Linked DNA regions of Mus musculus: region 2 is linked to region 1. A link is a contact called in public Hi-C data. All regions are on one chromosome and are shown on one strand. Each heading gives the region's core, a stretch centred on a gene start, on an enhancer-like site or on the middle of the called end of the contact. The rest is flanking DNA. Distances are from core to core; before and after follow the strand shown. Region 1 overlaps Slit3 (slit guidance ligand 3). Region 2 overlaps Slit3 (slit guidance ligand 3).

Region 1 (4,547 bases), core at 1,465-3,964:
GGTCTATAACTTTTACTAGATTTCCTATGAAATCAGTGATCTAAACAAGCTCCAGGGAGTTCTCTGAATCAAAAATCGCCCTAACTCCATCTACTAAAGCATTACAACAATTGTGCCAAATGATTTTTCTTCTTTGTGATGCCTGGAAGCTCTGAACTCTAAAACAGAAAAGTGCAATGCTCGCCACCACTCCCAACCTTTGTCCAAGGCTGCAGGTGCGAGGGCAGGTGCAGGTGCGAGGGCAGGTGCAGGTGCGAGGGCAGGTGCAGGTGTGAGGCCAGGTGCAGGTGCAAGGCCAGGTGCAGGTGCAAGGGCAGGTGCAGGTGCGAGGCCAGGTGTAAGTGGTGATAGCTTGTGCAGCACAGCATCCACAGTGATGAGAGAAAATGGGGAGGGTCTGGGAAGCCCAGAAGGCTGCCTCTCTTTCTCTGGGCTGCAGCAGAAACTCAAGGCCACGTGGATGAGGGATGCCCACTTTCCAGCTGTACCAGCAGGTTCAGCCAGCCTTTGCTCCACTGACAGTGACTGGAAACCTCTCTTCTGCCCACAGCCTCCTCAATGCTAACAAGATCAACTGTCTGCGGGTGAACACCTTCCAGGACCTACAGAACCTCAATCTGCTCTCTCTGTATGACAACAAGTTGCAGACTATCAGCAAAGGGCTCTTCGTTCCACTGCAGTCCATCCAGACCCTGTGAGTACACTGCCCTGGAAGTGGCAGACCCCCTCCCACCAAAGCAACGGAGGGAGGACTGAGGCCCTGTGGGACGATTTCTAGCATTAGCAGCATGGCTGGGAGATGAAGCTCAAAGCACTTAACTGCACCAAGCATTCAGGGTTGGTACCATTGGGGCCTGACTGTGATGAGGTAGATCTCACTTTCAAACATGTAAACCTCACAGCACAGCCCAGGATCACCCCCAAATTTTATGTGAAGAATCCAAGGCACCGAGAGATTGAAGAGTTTACTCAAGATCACAGCTAGAGGGTCTGAGATGGGGGCTGGAGAGGTGGCTCAGAGGTTAAGAGCACTGGCTGCTCTTTCAGAGGTTCTGAGTTCAATTCTCAGCAACCGCAGGGTGGCTCACAACCATCTATACTGGGATCTGATGCCTTCTTCTGACATGCATGAAGACACAGATAGATAGACAGATAGACAGATAGACAGATAGACAGATAGACAGATAGATAGATAGATAGATAGATAGATAGATAGATAGATAGATAGATAGAATTTAAAGAAACTATGGCTAGTATGAAACAGGATGCTGGCAGAACTTTCGAGCTGTGCTCATGACCACAGTAGCCAGGGTGGTATTCTAAGCATTCCCTATGTCTGTGAGGATTCATCCCCTCGCTCTGGCAGCTCCCCACACCCTGCAAAGCCAAGCCTCTAATACAGGCTTTCTGGGGATGCCTGATACACACACCCAACCCCTACTTCCCAAGCACTGCTGGGGTGTGTGTGTCCTGCAGGTAAGCAGATCACCTGGGTGCATATCTCTCTCAGGTCTGTGGGCTTCACAGTTCCAACCACAGATTACAGTGCCAGTCCCAGGCCTACAATGAGCCTAGAGATCTTCTGGAAGCCCTGGAAGTCATTTCATCTGGCACATTTCCTTAGTAGTGAGAGGCAGGAACCAGTACAGAGTGAGGACAGCTGCTTGGTATTGAATGCCCACCACGACCATGTGGGAAGTTCCGTGCTTAGCGCTCTGAGTTGTCCTTACTCTCAGAGGAGGCGAGGCCCTCGGCATTCCCGTGATGATGAGGGCAATGGCAGCAGTGCCCATTACTATCTGTGGAACTCCCACTATAAGCCTGTTACCATGCCAGCTGCTTTATGTGCCTGGCATCACCAAACTTGGAGAAATAGAATGCATGTTGCTGTAAGTGTAAAGTCTAAAGCTCTGGGCTTGCATTGCCCATCAGCTTCCAGCATGGGTGAAGTGGAGGCAGACAGCAGTAGGTCCTGCCCTGAGAGGGGAGAACGGGGAAGCTGATTCCCCAGACCAGATGTTGGCTGCATCTGTGCTGCCTTTAGCAGACAGCTGGCCTCACACCATTTCTGTGACTCTTCTCTGCAAATGGCACCCCCACCCCCTCCAGGCCTCCTGGGACAGTGAGGAAAGGACCTCACACCAGTTTGCTAGGGCCCAATACAAGACAGGGTGGTGGTGAATCGAGGTACCACAGGTCACTCCAGATTGACAGCCCTGTCCCTCTTTCAGCCACTTAGCTCAAAACCCATTTGTTTGCGACTGCCACTTGAAGTGGTTGGCTGACTACCTCCAGGACAACCCTATTGAGACAAGCGGGGCCCGCTGCAGCAGCCCACGCCGGCTGGCCAACAAGCGTATCAGCCAGATCAAAAGCAAGAAGTTCCGCTGCTCAGGTAATCAGGTTATGGGAGCGGGGGCCCCACGTTCTGACTCAGAATACAGCAGCCCCAGAGAGGCCAGTAATCCAATCTGGAGGACAGCGAGCGCTGTAATGGCTCCTTGGGAGCTTCTTTGCAAATTAAATTGGGGAAATTCAGTTAGTCCTACAGAAAGCCAATTACCTTATGGATTTAAAATAAAACACACTCACACAATAAAAGCATGGGGGAGGGGTGGGCAGCTTGGGAGAAACAGAACCCAGACACAGTTGCTCCTCCTAGATGGAGCTAGGTGGAGGGAGGCTGGGCAGCCTTCGCACGTGTGCACTGGAGAGGAGACCAAGATTTATTTTGTAGTCTCTGAAGCAGATTCCCCAAATGGCACAGAAATAGATACAGCCCAGGCTGGGCTGCAGCCAGGCTTTGGTAATAGCTCTCAACCATTATAGGTTAGGTTACAGGTTTCACAAACACCTTCCCCACCTCCTTGAAGCAGATGGCTACTCTCTGCTGCTAGAGGGAACATCAGACTGGGAAGAGGCAAAGCTTGTACTCCCATGCCCAGCTCTGTCTAGAGACGGCAAGAGACTTCTCAGCCCACCTCAGAAAGAAAGGAACAATGCTGGCATGGGGAGTGGTCGTCAGAAGGCCAGAAGACAGATCTGAGCTTCTTGTACCATGTTCTTTATCCCTTAAATCAAATTCTGTCATGTGTGTTACCAGGATGATACACTCAAGATTTCTATCTTATTTTACCTGCAGAAGCAAATACCTGGAGAGGGTCTAGAGAGATGCAGGGACTTTGTGGTAGTAAGAACACTCGTTCGTTGCCTATTTGCCTTCACTGGCACAATGGTATCAGTGAGCAGACATTTTTTGCCTGTGAGGAGCACTGTCCTGAGTGATCTCAGTTTGATTTGCTTCTTCTAGTAGCCACTTAGAGTCATCAGGTGAGACCCCGCTCTAAAGCAGAGAGAGCTGAGGGCTCCAAGGTGAAGGTCACCCTCACATCACAGTCAGTAAGCAGTAATGAAGATCAGGGTCTATAACTGCTCTATTAATCTAGGGCAGCGGGTGGTCCAGCTACTTGAATTGCTGTCTTCCTAGTTTCTTGGCTGTACTTCTAACCCCCAAACACTGTTTCCTTAGATTCCTCTCTGAGTCTGGGGACACCTCTGGGTAGAAAGAGCACCAAGTGTCACCCATAGAACACCATCCCTTTCCTGTACTTACAGTTATCCCTGGCATTATCTCCTCCTTCTTCTCTGCCTACTTGGGGCCAAGTTAATTAGCTTGGCCAGTCAGTGGTTCCCATAGAATGGGTTGATGAAGTCAGAGGAGGGCAGAGAGCCACCTGCTGTCCTGTATTCCAGTCTCATGAGTGCCCTGCCAACACCCAGGACCTCAGGTTGAGTCTAAACCCTGAGTGGCAGGGGAGGGACAGAGACAACACTGGACCCAATGAGTATCCCCACCATGGCAGTGACCTAGCATTGACTGAGGCTGGGACAGGTAGCAAGGTATGGGTGATGTATACAGAAAGAGCAAAGAGCGGGGAATAAGAAATAGACAGTAGAACTAGGAAACAGTTAAGCTAGTTTTGAAGCTAGCTGGGCCAGTGTCTACCTGCCTGCCTTGGTGTTTACAGGACCCTGGCTTCCTTTGAGGGACAGAAATAGGTGGAAGAAAGAGAAAGAAAGAAAGAAAGAAAGAAAGAAAGAAAGAAAGAAAGAAAGAAGGAAGGAAGGAAGGAAGGAAGGAAGGAAGGAAGGAAGAAAGAAAGAAAGAAAGAAAGAAAGAAAGACATAAGTCTTAAATTGGCTTTGTATAAAATGTCATTAAGAAAAAAATACCAAGTAGAAAGCCTGTTCGTGTAGAGGTAGTGATGTTCAGAGCCCTGCTGAGCTTAACTTAAGAGTATTTGGTGTGCTCTTCTGTAGCTCTTATGTAGCTGTGTGGGAGGTGCAGAGGGATTACAATGGCTTTGAGAAATACCAGGAATCGTATCTACCTTGGCCTTGAGGAGACACAGAAACCATAGACCTGAAGATTTGTGTTTCTAGGAAGCTCCAGAAAGGGGAGGGGGTGAGGGGTGGCAGGTGACATGGACTGGAGCTGACAGATAATAACTCTGCATTTTTACTTTCCCCTAAAAGCAGCCCCCTTG
Region 2 (4,915 bases), core at 1,595-4,094, 51 kb after region 1:
AGTCACTTAGGCGCAATGGAACATCTACTGAATTGGAAATAGACTCTGGAAACTTTGATTTTTTTTTTCTTAGTGGAGATGTATCTTCTAGCCTGCACACTAGACTCCTCTAATTTAGTTTTAAAACCTTGAGTTTTCAGAGAGCCACAGATGGGGAGGAGCCTGTGGGCCAGGCCAGGCCAGGCCAGGCCAGGCAGGGCCTAACTTCCTCTTCTGCCTTCCAGGGCCCTGGGAACCAACCCTCTCCACTGTGACTGCAGTCTGCGTTGGTTATCAGAGTGGGTAAAGGCTGGATACAAGGAGCCTGGCATTGCCAGATGCAGCAGCCCCGAGTCCATGGCAGACAGACTCCTGCTCACCACCCCCACTCACCGGTTCCAGTGCAAAGGTAGGTGTTGCCTGCCTTCACATCTAAGCACATGTGGCTTGCAAAAAGCACAGCTTATCTCATGCATATAACATAGATATACTGTATATTTTATCTCTACTTATGATGCGCTGTAAATGCCATATACAAAGTTGTTATATTGTGTTGTTTAGGGACTAATGACCAGTACATGATTAATAAGGGTACAGTTTTGTTCCAGATATTTATGGTCTGTGGTTGGCTGAATATTCAGATGTGGAATCTGCTTGTGAGAGATCCATGAATATAGAGGGCTGACTGTACTTGCTGGCTCCTTCTCCATATGTTGTCTATAGATGAGAACATCTCTAGCCTACTTTCCTAACCCAGGAATATTAGCATTCACATTGTACTGCCTCAAGATTCTTATATACATGACTTTTAATAATTTTTACATAATTTTTAATAATTTTCTCTCTCTCTTGTGTTCATATGTGCAAACACATACCCAGTACAGTGTATATATGGAGGTCAGGAGACGACTTGTGGGAAATAGTTTTGTCCTTCCACCATGTGGACTCCAGGAACTGAACTCAGGTCCTCAGTCTTTGTAGACCTTTACCCACTGAGCCACCTTGTCACTGTACATATTATTTTTACTGGCTCATTATAACTATCCACTCCTAAGTGTTTATATGACAGGGTCTATGTTAGATGTGTTTTTATTCATCGTTTTATTTAACATATTAACATATTACTTATTTAACATATTAACATATTATTTAATTTTTTGTGTCAGATTAACTCTCCAACATTTTTATGGGTAGATGTCTATAATGCCCTCCTGTTAAATATTTAGAGCAGCTAAGCCTTAAAGAGGTTGAACAGTCTCTCCTCACTTGGGTTGAGGGTCAAACCCAGAACCTTGCTCTCCCACTGAGCCACATCTGTATCCCAAACTAATTCATAAGAACACAACAATAGGACCCCGACTCTCCCTACCTCTAGAACATGAGCTTCTGACCCTCACAGCCCTGCTGTCTTCCATCACAGCCTACTTAACTATTTCTTGGGTGAAAAATCTCCAGTGTTTCCATTTTCCCTCTTACAGTGAATGCATGAAGATGTTTCTCTGTTTAACATTGTATCCTTAGATAAGAGTCAGAGTCTCCAATGATACCCTATAAATACGTTGTCTTCAAACAGTTTGCAGAATCGATTTCTAAAATGGCTGGTAATGGGCTCCGGCTCTCATCGGTGCCCCCTGAGTGTCTTTTTCTTAGAGAACCAGGTTCCTTTGTCTTACTTTATAGGCAGAGTATCACCTCTATTTTATCTGCCCTTAATTTTGAAGCATCCTGAATGTAATTTCAGAATCTATCTTGAATCTGCATTGAGCATTCGTCTGTTAGTGCCCTTTGCTCATCTCTGAGAATCTCAATGTTCAGTTTTTATTTTCCCTTTCAAACTGCGCAGAGTGTCCCATGTGGCTGCTGAAAGCAGAAAACATTCCATTGATTTAAAGCTAATTTTAACTTTCTACTTCCTGCTTCTGAGACATCTGATCTGATACTAGAGGGACTCAAATAGCCCTGAAATAGTGGTGCTCAATCTCGACAGGAATCACCTGCAGAAGTTTAAAAATCCCTACTCAAGGGCAGGGGTTGAAACTGGGTAGAACTGCCTCACATATAAAGTTGGCTTGGATTCGCAGTGCTTGAAAAATAACATTGGTTCTGGGTCCAGCAATCTCTGGATCTAGAGTTACAGTCTAGGCATAGGATTTAGACTGGTTCTGACTTGTCCTTGTGTGTCAAGAGAAATCTCTGTGTCCCAGGAACCCCTCAGTCAGAGGCAAGCACGGGCAGGTGGTTGCTCTCATTCTGATGTGAGCCCAAGTTGGACCTATTGGTTTCAGAGCTCCCTGGGGCCAATCTGTTCATCTACCTACAAACGGTCATTCATCAGAGTGACTCTCAACCCATCTACAGGTTGAAGACTGTTAGCTCCAAGCTAGTTAAAGTTCTGATATTAAATAGAGCATATATATATATATATATATATATATATATATATATATGTGTGTGTGTGTGTGTGTGTGTGTGTGTGTGTGTGTGTGTGTGTGTGTGTGTGTGTATGCTTTATATGTCTCCATAACTCATGCTCAAAGCTATCTACAGCAGTAGACATAATCCCTTTATGCAAATCTCTATGTGGGGACCATGACCTTACCAAAAAAAAAAAAAAGATGCAGTTATCATTTCCATGGATGACAAACGCAAAGAGCTCCCATCAGCATCTTTCTGTATGACATCATCACCCCTAAGGTCTTGAAGAAAGGCCCTTCCATGTGTGTGCCTTGGCATCCCTCCTTGGCTATTCTATGGGAAATGGCTTGGCAGGGGCAAAGGAGGAGAAGGTCGACACAGAGCCTGTGCTGCGAACTTCCTGGAATAGAAGATACGCAGGAGGGTTCTAATTATGGTGCACTGTTTGCAGATTAGCACCCAAATCGGATCAGGCTAATTACAGTAATTGATTTGACTGCAGAGTGCTTCTGTATGATGTCCCGCTGTGATTCTTACTCACTGGACAGTCGTTGAATTAATGGGACTCTCTCCAGAAGGATGTACAGCCTCAAGAGAGCCAGCGGCCCTCTGGGCCCAGACATGGGAGGGAGCCGGAGCAGAGGGGAAGTGAGGGGAGGTGCCCTGCTCAGAGAGCTGCCACCCACTCTCTGGTTTTGTTACTCAGGGCCAGTGGACATTAACATCGTGGCCAAGTGCAACGCCTGCCTCTCTAGCCCGTGCAAGAACAACGGCACTTGCAGTCAGGATCCCGTGGAGCAGTACCGCTGCACCTGCCCCTACAGCTACAAGGTAAGGTGGGAGGCTCCGCCCACCACTCGTGCCCAGGCTCTTCCATTGTCCTGGCTGCAGGGAGAGGCCCTGTGCAGCTGATGCTGTGTAATGTAGCCTGGATAACTACAATTCACTGTGACCTACCCCTGCCAAGTGACATTTGCCAACAACATCCCTAGTCTCCTCCATATTGCCTACCAGGCAGGGCCTATGGAATCTTAACAGGGATGCTGAGATAGAAATGCTACCTGTGTGGGGGTTTGTTTGTTTGTTTGTTTTGTTTTGTTTGTGAGTCACAGGGAGATTACAAACCAGGCAATTACAAAATGCTCTCTGGGAAAAGTCAGCCCTTGAACCCAGTATCCTGGCTGCTATTTCAGAGAATAAGGGGATTAGGGACTCAAAGACTCAATGATCTGGGGCTTCCAAGGCCACCCACATAGTTGGCAAACCCAACAGAAAGATGGAGACTACCAGGTTCTCCCATCCATTCTATCAGAAATCCAGGCTACTTCCAAGACAACCTTTACCCCCCCCCCCGCCCCCGCACAATCCACAAGTGTTACACTGTCCCCCTGCAGACTGAGTCAGGCTCTATGCTTGGTGTCTGGCTCACTCTTTCTCCTAGCAAACCTATGAAGAAGGCCTCTTTTATAAGACTAGAAACCAGGCTTCCATAGATTTGAGACTAAAACTCAAGGCTATTGCTATACAGGCCAAATGCCAACGTCCTTTACCCTGAAGAGGTTCCCAGATAGCCAGTGACTCACTGGGGTCCACAAGGTGCGACTCAATGCTTATCCATGGGATCTGAATGCTCTGGACAAGCCAAGAGTCCAGGGTATCCCGTAGCCCATCTTGTGCACCACATGCACAGGCTGAGTGTCAGGGATACAGCATCTGCATCCGTCCTCAGGGACTGGGCTTGGACAGTGACAGGCTTGAAAGGCAGTTTCCAGGGGACAGCTACCTGGTGGCTTTCTGCGCTTCTGTCTGGCTGTTAGCAGATGGTGTCAGAGTGCCACCTATGGGCCTGGAACAAGAAAGCCCAAGGACTCCTTTTTAAACCATCTGTCCCTAAGCCTTAAGTGTAGCCTAGAGTCCAAGCACAGAGATTGCTCAACTGCAGATCCAGTGAGCCCTGTGCATATGTGTTCAGTGGAGGGGAAGGAGTCTCAGGCTCTGGAATTACAGAGACGCATGTGTGGATTGCAGCGTTGTCCATGACCAGTGACTTCACCTCAGCCTTCTCATCCCCGACACCAGGACACATCCCACAGGTTGGGAGAAATTGATGTGTGGTCAGTGATGTGTGCAGTATACCTAGGAGAGGACCCACTGTATGGGAAGTACGTGATAAGCTGACACATCCCCATCTTTACCTTCCCTCTTGCAAGCTGCTCCATCCCTCATACTGGAGAGTGAGATTAGCCTATGGTACACTGCTGCTTTTTATTTGGAACTCGGTTCACAAGTGTCAAGGATTTTCATATATGTTGCTACACTGCCTTGGGAAACCAGAGTTGTCTAAGGATGCCATTGCTGTTGGTCTTCTGCAAGGCTTGAATGAAGTAATTGGACTGTATTATCTCAGCATGCTTAATCATCCAGAGACATCAGTCTTTATCCTCATTTGAAAGGTCAACTAAGATTTGTAAATGCTAGGGCTTACCCACGCTCTACCACTTACAAAGCACCGAACCTTAGC

Evidence for each region. Hi-C and Micro-C count contacts between places; a contact is called where the count stands out from the background.
Region 2: a Hi-C map of the N1E-115 cell line shows a contact between it and region 1, with 6 times the contacts expected there. The contact joins two enhancer-like sites. A contact is called at or near these places in 1 of 15 datasets of contacts at CTCF or cohesin (embryonic stem cells), 14 of 484 Hi-C or Micro-C datasets (the N1E-115 cell line, Sertoli cells, cerebral cortex and 4 more) and 3 of 115 datasets of contacts at active chromatin or transcription factors (PVALB interneurons, astrocytes and neural progenitor cells).

What each region holds. Positions count from the first base shown.
Region 1 is chr11:35,610,042-35,614,588 of GRCm38.p6, forward strand. Slit3 (slit guidance ligand 3) reads left to right here. Exons shown (of 36, transcript NM_011412.3): 13 at 551-694; 14 at 2,232-2,395. Among named protein-coding and RNA genes, the nearest start is that of Mir218-2, 4.5 kb to the right of the region's middle. Within about 2 kb of position 2,715, at least 11 of the 459 cell types and tissues checked have an H3K27ac peak or open chromatin away from gene starts, as enhancers often do. A contact at or near this core is called in the N1E-115 cell line, where this site is marked.
Region 2 is chr11:35,660,962-35,665,876 of GRCm38.p6, forward strand. It overlaps Slit3 (slit guidance ligand 3), which reads left to right. Exons shown (of 36, transcript NM_011412.3): 25 at 225-388; 26 at 3,101-3,225. The region is part of intron 2 of Gm46278 (a long non-coding RNA gene); the gene reads right to left. Among named protein-coding and RNA genes, the nearest start is that of Gm46278, 13 kb to the right of the region's middle. Within about 2 kb of position 2,845, at least 7 of the 459 cell types and tissues checked have an H3K27ac peak or open chromatin away from gene starts, as enhancers often do. A contact at or near this core is called in the N1E-115 cell line, where this site is marked.